Linked DNA regions of Bos taurus: region 1 is linked to region 2. A link is a contact called in public Hi-C data. All regions are on one chromosome and are shown on one strand. Each heading gives the region's core, a stretch centred on a gene start, on an enhancer-like site or on the middle of the called end of the contact. The rest is flanking DNA. Distances are from core to core; before and after follow the strand shown. Region 1 holds the start of LOXHD1 (lipoxygenase homology PLAT domains 1). Region 2 holds the start of C24H18orf25 (chromosome 24 C18orf25 homolog).

Evidence for each region. Hi-C and Micro-C count contacts between places; a contact is called where the count stands out from the background.
Region 1: a Hi-C map of skeletal muscle shows a contact between it and region 2, with 5 times the contacts expected there. The contact joins the promoter of LOXHD1 here to the promoter of C24H18orf25 in region 2. A contact is called at or near these places in 3 of 11 Hi-C or Micro-C datasets (liver, skeletal muscle and an unstated tissue).

The regions. Positions count from the first base shown.
Region 1 is chr24:46,394,256-46,398,998 of ARS-UCD2.0, reverse strand. It overlaps LOXHD1 (lipoxygenase homology PLAT domains 1), which reads left to right and starts at 2,589. Exons shown (of 41, transcript XM_059881070.1): 1 at 2,589-3,030. The coding sequence starts at 2,901.
Region 2 is chr24:45,910,162-45,914,806 of ARS-UCD2.0, reverse strand. C24H18orf25 (chromosome 24 C18orf25 homolog) reads right to left here and starts at 1,396. Exons shown (of 4, transcript NM_001105439.1): 1 at 1,080-1,396. LOC104975782 (a long non-coding RNA gene) reads left to right here and starts at 2,032. Exons shown (of 3, transcript XR_815227.4): 1 at 2,032-2,118; 2 at 3,009-3,115; 3 at 3,627-4,645. It overlaps LOC112444237 (U6 spliceosomal RNA), which reads right to left and starts at 3,032; the gene lies at 2,929-3,032.

The sequences.
Region 1 (4,743 bases), core at 1,340-3,839, 480 kb before region 2:
ATGGGATTTTCCAGGCAATAATACTGGAATGGGTTGCTATTTCCTTCTCCAGGGGATCTTCCCCACCCAGGGATCGAACCTGTGTCTCTTGCTTGGCAGGCAGATTCTTTACCACTTGAGCCACTTGTGTGTGTGTACATAGTGGATCAGTGGTGTCTGACTCTTTGGAACCCCATGGACTGTAGCCCAGCAGGCACCTCTGTCCACGGGGATTCTCCTGGCAAGAATACTGGAGTGGGTAGCCATGCCCTCCTCCAGCGGATCTTCCCAACCCAGGGATTGAACTCAGGTCTCCTGCATTGCAGGCAGATTCTTTACTAGCTGAGCCACCAGGGAAGCAAACATTTATTCATTTATCAGCACATGTGGGATCTTAGTTCCCCAACCAGGAGTTGAACCTGTATCCCTTGCATTGGAGGCCCAGAATCTTAACCCCTGGACCACCTGGAAAGTCCCCTTGAGCCACTTGGGTGGCTCCAAAGCACAAAGCCGCCCCAGGGTCTGGGGAGGGATGGGCATGCTGACTGCTGTTGGATGTCCTGCATCACCTAGGAGCTTTGAGGACTCGACTGCCCAGGCTCTGCCCCAGACTGAGTAAATCAGGGTCTCTGGGACAACCAGGCAGCAGCCTTTAAAAATTCTCCAGGTGACTCCAGTGTGTTGTGGGGACTGAGCGCCCCTGGGCTGGAAGCCTGTTAATCCTACCTGGGTGGCCCGTTGTGGCTCCTCCACCATCCACAGGCACCTGCCACTCCGTGTCACAGAATGTCGCGGCTACTGGACTGAGAGTCTGCCAGCCCAAACCCGCAGAGGCTCCTGGAGTGCCCCCTGCTGTTGGTAGACAAGCAATGCCAGCTGCCCTCAGACCTCTGTGACCCCAGGCGGCACTCAGCGTCCCTTCCTTCTTTCTGGATTGAGTTGAAACCAGCCTTTAATCACCCGCAGTTGTAAGACTGCCCTTTCAGCCTTAGTCTAGACAGTCACTCACGTTTGCAGACTCTCAAAATGTCCTCTTCTCCAGGCCAAATGTGCCCTCAGGACGGTATTGGTTCTGGAACACTCACTTTACAAGCATGTCGTGTAGAGTGTGTTTCCTTTTCAGCCTATTCTGTTTTCCTCGTAGCTGGTTTGTAGATCTGACTGCCATTTGTTTATCCATCCACTGAGCATCCATTCATTCACTGAGCAAGCAGGTACAAAAGCCGGTAGTGTGCCAGGCATCTTATAGGCACTGGGGGCCTAACAATGAGCAAGGGGGCATGGTCCCTGCCCCCACAGAGCTCAAGGCTGGGAGAGGCAGGGGAAGGGCATCAAGTAGACAGGGCCTTGCAGGACGGCCCTGGCTGTTTCATCTGTTTGTTAGTGTCTCTGATGTGTTACTGTGGGCCGGGACCCACAGAGGAAGGACACTGGGGTTCATCCTTGCATATGGGACCTGAAGGAGAGCTTCTGGGACAATCTGAGATGATAACGAAGCATCACTGAAACCCCCACTCCCCACCCCCATCCCTGCTGTGCAAAATAAGAGAGAAGTCCTGAGTCATGAATGTTTATTAAGCTTCTACTGTGTTCCTGAGGCTTCTGCTGACCAAGCACTTTCTCCAAGTGTTCGATAGGTTTTAATGAGTCATGCTCCCCCTTTTACAGATGAGGAGACTGGCTTGTCCAAGCTGCACAGCCAGGAGGTGGTAGGCAGACCAGTTTTGTCTTATGACCTCAGTTTTATCTGATGACCTCACACAGCCAGAGAGAGGGATGAAAGTTCCAAGTGGACTGAAAATTTCCAGCATTTCAGGATTTACATAGACATTTTACAATTCAGGCTGTAAGAAATCTTAATAAAATCAGCAAGGCAGAGGGGTCTAGTGGCCCTAAGGGAAACTTTCGTGCTGACCAAGGGTGGGGAGGGGCCTCTGGTCCTCTTGCTGTGACTCAGAACCCCACATGGGCCTGCAGGGAAGGTAAGGGCTGAGTGGGGCAGGCATCTGGGTGGGCACTCAGGGTTTCTACTATTTCACTGCAAAGTGCAGAGGGCGATACGGGCAAATGGAAAGCTCTTGTTAGAACAGATGCTGGTCAACTTTGCCAGCCTGTCGGGGCACTGTGGGGGTCACCTAGGACTCGGTGGGCTTCCCCAGCATCCTTGGCTTCAGCTGTAGGAACTCAGGACTCAGGAAGCACCTCGTGGGTGGTCTGAGTGTTCGTCAGAGCAGCAGGTCCCTCCTGGCTGAACGGCCTCTTCTGGAGTCTAAAGGAGATGAAAGCAGAGAGGTTGAGAAGGACCCAGTTAGAACCTGTCTGCCTTGTAAGATGAGCAGAGGTCATAAATAATAGAGAGAAACTGAGTCCTCTGTGTCCAGGGGCCCAGCTAATTTGGGGCCCTGCGTGCCTCAGAAAGGCCCCAGGTCCTGGGGGCACGCTTTCACGGCCCTCGAGGCTGCGAGACTGGTTTATCTTTAGGGGGGAGGCCCCATCTGTTCCTGGGGTGGGGGGGCCTTGCTGTGAGGCCAGGTAGGAAACAGATGCCAAGGGCTCATGTCACCTGATTCTCCATGAAAGGATGAGAAGGGGGTGGGTGGGAGGGGAGGGGTAAGGAGGATAGCCTGTCCTCGGTCCCCATGAATAAGTCATGAGGCCCAAGGAGAGCCCACGGCAGGTGCAAAGGAGGTGGCGGGGGAGAGGGAGCCAGAGACAGGGGCCAGGGGCAGGAAAGACTGGGGTAAAGCCCCGGGGTCCTGCTCAGGGGCCAGTGAGGAGAACGGAGCGGGAGGGCTCTGGACACGTGTGGGCTTTGATCCACCCGAACGTGTGTGCAGGAGCCCAAGGAGAGGGGGGTCCTGGAAGGGGCCAGGGAGTGGGAACGCTGAGCCAGTGAGGGCCAGGAAGGGGCAGCCAGCACAATGATGCCCCAGAAGAAAAAGAGGAGAAAGAAAGACATTGACTTCCTAGCCCTGTATGAGCAGGAGCTGCTGAACTACGCCTCAGGAGACGACGAGGAGGAGCTGGAGCATGATTACTACAAGGCCAAAGGTCTGCCGGGTCCTGGCTGCAGGGTGGGGGGCCCATCCGATCCCGTCCCTCGCTTTGAGAGGGGAGTTTAAGGTTCTGCCTCGACCCCTTTCCCGTGGACTATCCTGTTGGGTCTGTACTGCATCCTCTTGGGGGTACACGAGGGCCCCACTGTACTGAGGGCCACAGAGTCACAGTGGCACAGAACAGACTGGAACAGAAGGGCCACCCTCTCCAGCTCCCGTACCTCCAGCCTGCTCTCTGACGGGCGGCCTGCATGAGGCTGTGAAAGGCCTGTGGAAGGAGACCTGGGCGCTCATCACATGCTCAGCAGGGGCTCGGCGCTGCTGCCCGCCGTGGCCAACAGAGAGAGGGCCCTGGGGCTTCGCAAGGCGATGCTGTGGTCCACTTGGGGAGGGCAGTTGGAGCTTGGCCTTTTAGTCTTCCTTTCCTCTGGGGTGCATGGCAGCTGCTTGGAAATACTCTACCTTCATGTCAAGTAAACCAGAGAAGGGGTGAACTAGGGACCCAGGAGCCAGTTTTGGCTCAAAGGGGGCTTTTGTTTGCTTTGGTGTTTTTTTTTTTTTTTTGCTTTGCTTTTACAATTTAAAAAAATGTTTGACTGTGAACGCCTATTAGGCAGTGGATTTATCACTCATGTGTGTGTGTTCGCTCAGACATTGTCTGACTTTTTGCAACCCCATGGTCTGTAGCTTGCCAGGCTCCTCTGTCCATGGAATGTTCTAGGCAAGAATGTTGGAGTGGGCTCCATTTCCTTCTCCAGGAGATATTCCTGACCCAGGGATGGAACCCACATCTCTTGCATCTCTTGCATTGGCAAGCAGATTTTGTTTTACCATTGTGCCACCTGGGTTTCATGCATCAGTGCTGTCTACCTGATCTCTGAAGACATTAACTTCTCAGTGCTCCCTCTAAACTGGCTCACTACCCCCTGTAAGCACCAGATTCACCCATTCATTCACCAAAGAAGTACTGAATGTGTGCTTTGTGCCCGCCATGGGCTTCTGCTCCTCCTTAATCCCTGTCCGCTGGGAGTTCCTTGATTATACTCCATCTGTAGGGCTTGTTCCCCAGCCAAACCTGATCTCTGTGTGGGTGGGGCCCTCCTTTCTTTGTCCTGACTCCTCACCCCACTCCCAGTGCAGACCCAAGCTCAGAGAAGGAGGTCACCGCTGTGGCACCGTGAAGGCTGTGGCTCTCCTGGGGCCCCTTTCCTGGCTCCATGTCCCAGGTATCTCCTGGGGTGGAGGCAGGGGTTGTGGGGGGGGATGAGGGGCCTAGAATGAGTGAAGTGTTGCCGCCTTTTCTTAGGACGTGTGGTCCAGTGGCAGGGAGGGGCATTGAGGCTAGGTGTTAGGGCAGCACTCTTGATAAGTACTCTCAGCTTTGGGGTGATTCACCCTGGCCAGCACGACTGCTGGTGAGAACATTCGAGAACCTTTCATAGCTGCCACAATGTCCACTTCTGTTCATGGGCTCTGCCTGCCTCAGTGTGACTCACAGCTTTATCCTTCTCTTTATCCTTCTCAAAGCATTTTCACTTCCATTCTCACTTTTAATCCTCAAGATCCCCGAGTACAGTCCAGACAGGTGTGATTAGTCTCAGGTTAAGGACAGAGGCTCCGAGAACGGAAGTGATTTCAACAAGGTCACAGACAGGAAAGACAAGAGCTTCAACCGTTCCCAAGTTCCCACTTCCGGTCAGGATGCTAT
Region 2 (4,645 bases), core at 147-2,646:
CATCAGTGGGTTTTGCATCCTACTGGGTGGAAGGATTCAGAAAGCAGAAGCTCAGGCGAGAAACCAAAAGCACATCCAGCACAAACTGCTCAAGCGGTTCAATCTGGAACAGGTACGGACGTTCATTCCTTCAACCTGTGAGCATCTATTCTGTGATAGCAGAGAGGACGATTTAAAAGGGAGAATGAATGACGGGCTGAGGTTCTGTGGGGAGTTGCCGCCCCAAGACACTGAAATCGGTGCTACGAGAAAATAAAGTACAAAGTACGAAGTACCACTGAGGAAAAGACAAAGATGATGATGAAGTTGAGGCTGGTCAGGTTACATCCTCGTCGGGTTTTTCTAAACAGAGTTGACAAATTCGCCAGAAAGAGGTCAATTTTGGAGACTGACACATCCCTCCCATTGACCAGGGGGGCGTCTGCCGACCGAAGAAGGTAGTGGAAGCGCCCAAAAACGCAGGCGGCGCCAAGCGGGAGAGAGCCTTCCTCCCTCCTCCCAGGCCTTAGCAGCCGCGGTGCTGGGGCGGCCGCCCGGGCTCTCAGAGGAGTCCGAGCAGGTGTCGGCGCCAGATTCCCGGCTCGCGGGGCCAGTAGAGTTGGCAAAGCCGCCGCGGCCACTACGCCCGGCCACCCGGGGTCCCGGAAAGTTGCGCGAAAGACAACTCCGGGGCCGCGAAGCCGCTCCCCACCTCCCGCGCGCGGCCCACGGGCTGCGACACCTCCAGCCTCCGGGGAAAGGGATCCACCGGGGGCAGGGAAGCGGGGAGAACGGTTCGGCCCGCCGGGCCCGGAGGACGCGAGGGTCACCGGCGAGCCAGTGAGCCAGGGGTCGGGCTGTTTTCGTCCCTCCAGTCGGCCGCTACCCGGGCCGCGCCTCCCGCCGGGTTCCGGGCTTGAAGACCCGGCGCCCGACAGCCCTGCCCGTCACGACCCCGGCGCCCTAAACGCCGCAGAAACCTCGCCCGCGGCCCGCACCCCGTCCCACTGAACCTGACCCCCCGCTTCCCCGGGAAGCAGCCCGGGTCCCACGGCTCGGATCGGAGCCGGGCCGCGGCCCTGGGCCCCGTCGCGCCTCACCTGCGCTACGCAGCAGCCCCGCACCTCGTCGCCCGCTCCGCGCGCGCCCCGTCGGGGCACGCACCGAGCCCCCCCTGGCCGGTTCCCTCCGGGCCGCGGCGACTAGGAACGCGACGGCCCCACCGTCGCCTTCTCTCCTCAGCACAAGCTCCAGCGACGAGTAGAGGGTTGCGGTCAGGACCCCCACCGGGGTCAAGGGGAGGCCAAAGCGAACCCCACCGCCTCCGCAGCCTCCTCCACCAAGTCCCTTCACTCGTCCGCGCCGCCCGGAGAAAATGTCACCAGAGGCCGTTCCGCTCGGCGCCTCACTTCCGCCCGGAACCACAGAGCCCTGAGCCCGCCCGGCTAGAGCGGCCGCTGCGACGGGGAACCTCTAGGGACGAGCGCGGGAGGCCGAAAGGAAGCCAGACAGCGCCATCTGGCGGGACGGACCTCACGCTCCTCCGGCTGCAGCTCGCCTGGCGCGCCGGCATCGGCCTCCCGGGTTTTCCCACGCTCCCTGTATCCGCTCAGGCAGTTCCCTTCTAAGAAATGTCTTGCCCCCGGGGGGCGGGGGGTGTCGGGAAGCCAGTCAATACAAGCCACGGATAATGCCCTAAGAGAAAGTCGGCGCTCTCTTTTCTGTGCGCTGCTCAGGACTCACCCCTCCTGAAGCGTTACCGAAGGAAGCTCTTGGCGTTTGAATCCTTGAGTCACGCCGGCAAGGAAGTCCGCTCCGTTCTCTTCCCCACCTTTTCGCGGATGCCCACGGCTCTACTCGCGGAGACTTGGCTGTGCCTCTCTGATGCAGTGGCATCAACATTCCGTTCAAGTTTTCTGGATGAACCTTGCACGCCTTGCAGACAGACCGCCACCTGCTGGTGAGTCAAGAGTCCCCCAGAGAAACTCCACTCCGCCCCGTACGCGCTATGCAAGACGCCCCAAATCCCACCTTTGCAGTCACTCCGGATTTGCACTAGCGCGCCCTGAGCTTTCGACGCCCTTCGCTGAGGTCTGGGATCGAGGAAGAAACGTGCTGGACGCGAGACCTGGAAAAAAGGTGAGGTGGGCTTAAGAAAGAGAAATCTCACAACTCAAGATCTGGCCAACGCTTCGCTCTCCCTAAAAGCAGGGTTTTGAGAAATAAATGAATACATAAGGGCTTGAGGAGAAAATGTCAAAGGGATTTACCTTTTCAGGAGCCGTGCTGGGAGTTGGGGTGACATTCCACTGGAGGACATTCTGAAAATCACAGCGCCGGTTCCATGCTTCCCTTAACGTCAGTCTCCCCTTTAGATCAGGCCCTCCAGCTCCCCCAGTTCACTCATTTATGCCTCCTGCCTACAGGCATGGGAATTTCCCATTCCTTCATGAGTAGATTGATAAAATAATAATAATAGCTAACTTCTCTGAATGCGTGTTATGTGCAAGACACTTACTATGCATCTAAATGGACTCATTCATCTAATTCTCACAAGAACTCCATGGGTCTGGTGGTATTCTTGGCCCCAGATGACAAAAGTGGAGCCAGACAGTGGTAAAGTGACCTGCCCACAGTCGCTCCTCAGAAAGTGGCATGACACCGGCAGCTCAACTCCAGAGCCTGCATTCTCAACTGCTACCACCACGTGCCTCCTTGAAATTCAGTGAGAACATACTATGTGCCAGATAAACATTTTGTTTATGTGTGTTATCTCATTCATTTATTTCCCTGCTTCCTTAGTCCTCAAGGAATTTGAGAGGTTTTGGGGGTAGTGACAAGAGCCCAGGCTCTTTCAGGAGAAAAAGAGAAAAGGACTAACTACTAAGATGACAGCTGTCGGTCTGAAATGAATGAATGAATAAGGACAAATACATTTTTTTTTCACTAAAAAATAAGGAATGCTTCTCGAATTTGCATGTCATCCTTGTGCAGGGGCCATGCTAATCTCTGTATCCTTCCAATTTTAGGGTATGTGCTGCCGAAGTGAGCACTACATTCAGTTTTAAAACAGCCTCTCCACGATCTTATCTCATCAGTACTGCAGAGATGCTGAAGTAGGACCCTGACTTCTGAGGTACTGACTTGGCTCCTTCTGTTTGATACCAACAAGTCAATTCACTACAATGACTGGACTGCTTATTTTTGGAGTCTGGGGAGTTTGATATCCTAATTAATTAATTAATTAATCCTAATTAATTAATTAATCCTAATTAATTCCCTAGTAGCTCAGCTGGTAAAGAATCCATCTGCAATGCAGGAGATCCCAGTTCAATTCCTGGGTGGGGAAGATCCCCTGGAGAAGGGATAGGCTACCCAGTCTCCAGTATTCTTGGGCTTCTCTTGTGGCTCAGCTGGTAAAGAATCCACCTGCAATGCAGGAGATCTGAGTTCGATCCCTGGGTTGGGAAGATCCCCTGGAGAAGGGAAAGGCTACCCACTGCAGTATTCTGGCCTGGAGAAGTCCATGGACTCTATAGTCCATGGGGTCGCAAAGAGTCAGACACAACTGAGCAACTTTGACTGACTATTACTGCCATATTTAGATCCCTAAATAGGGCGCTTGCTGTCTTCTTCCCCTTCTGTAGGAGCAGGAAGTGCTGGACAGCTGATCCTACTTGTCTTGGAATTGCCTCCTGGAATCTCCTGTGCGTTATATACTCAGCCCTCCAAGCTCCTGAAATCTCATCTCCGTAAAACCAGCCCAGTCTAAACCACATCCTGTTGCCTCTGTAGGAAATTTCTCTCAAGATCCCTTTGCTCACAGATACTGTCCTATCACTGTGTCTACCTGTTGCCCTCTCTGTGGAGTTACTGCTGCATCACATCAGTAGTTCTACTCAGTCTGTCATAAACCCTGGAGGCCCAGCCTTGAGTCATTTTCAGCTTCATTGCTTACACCTGATTCATCGTTGGACCTGGGGTTGGGCTGACAGCAGGCGCCTAGTCAGGATGTGGCCGGCCTTGCTTTGACTAGTCTGTTCTCTCCTGACTGAGCAGGTTACTTTCAAAATTTGCCCCTGTAAGGCGGACACTATTGTTAGAACCACTGGTTAGATGAGGGAAATGGGGGATCCGAGGGATGGAACCTTCAGCTCTGGGCTACCCCTCCCTCATGTAACCACCCTGACCTTTCCTCCCCCGCTGGCATCAGCAGTCTCTGCTGCAATCTCCCTGCACCTGCCGTGAGGCCATGGAACGGTTGAGTGCAGGGAGGGGTGGTGTTGACCGTCTTCACTGTAGTGGCCTCATAATTTCATTCAGGTCACTATGTCCAGAGTTAACATCCCCTGTTCTGCCTCACAGCGTCATCCCACAGAATTAAAGTAATGTCCCCATATTGGAAGGCCGTCCGGAAGCAGGCTGAGTAGTAAGGTGACTTGGTCTCCAGGACTGAGGGCTTTGGGGTCTGGACAGATCTGGGTGTGGATCAGGTCTGCCTCCCTCGAGCAGAGTGACCTCCGGGCAGTTCTGTAACCTCCTTGAGACTCAGCGTCCTTGCCTGTCAAACAACTTCTTGTGAGGGGTGAGGGTGAAATGAGTTTAGGTAAAGCTCCCAGCACTGCTCTCGGCTCAGAGAGAACACTCGCAACAAGGCTGTTGTTCA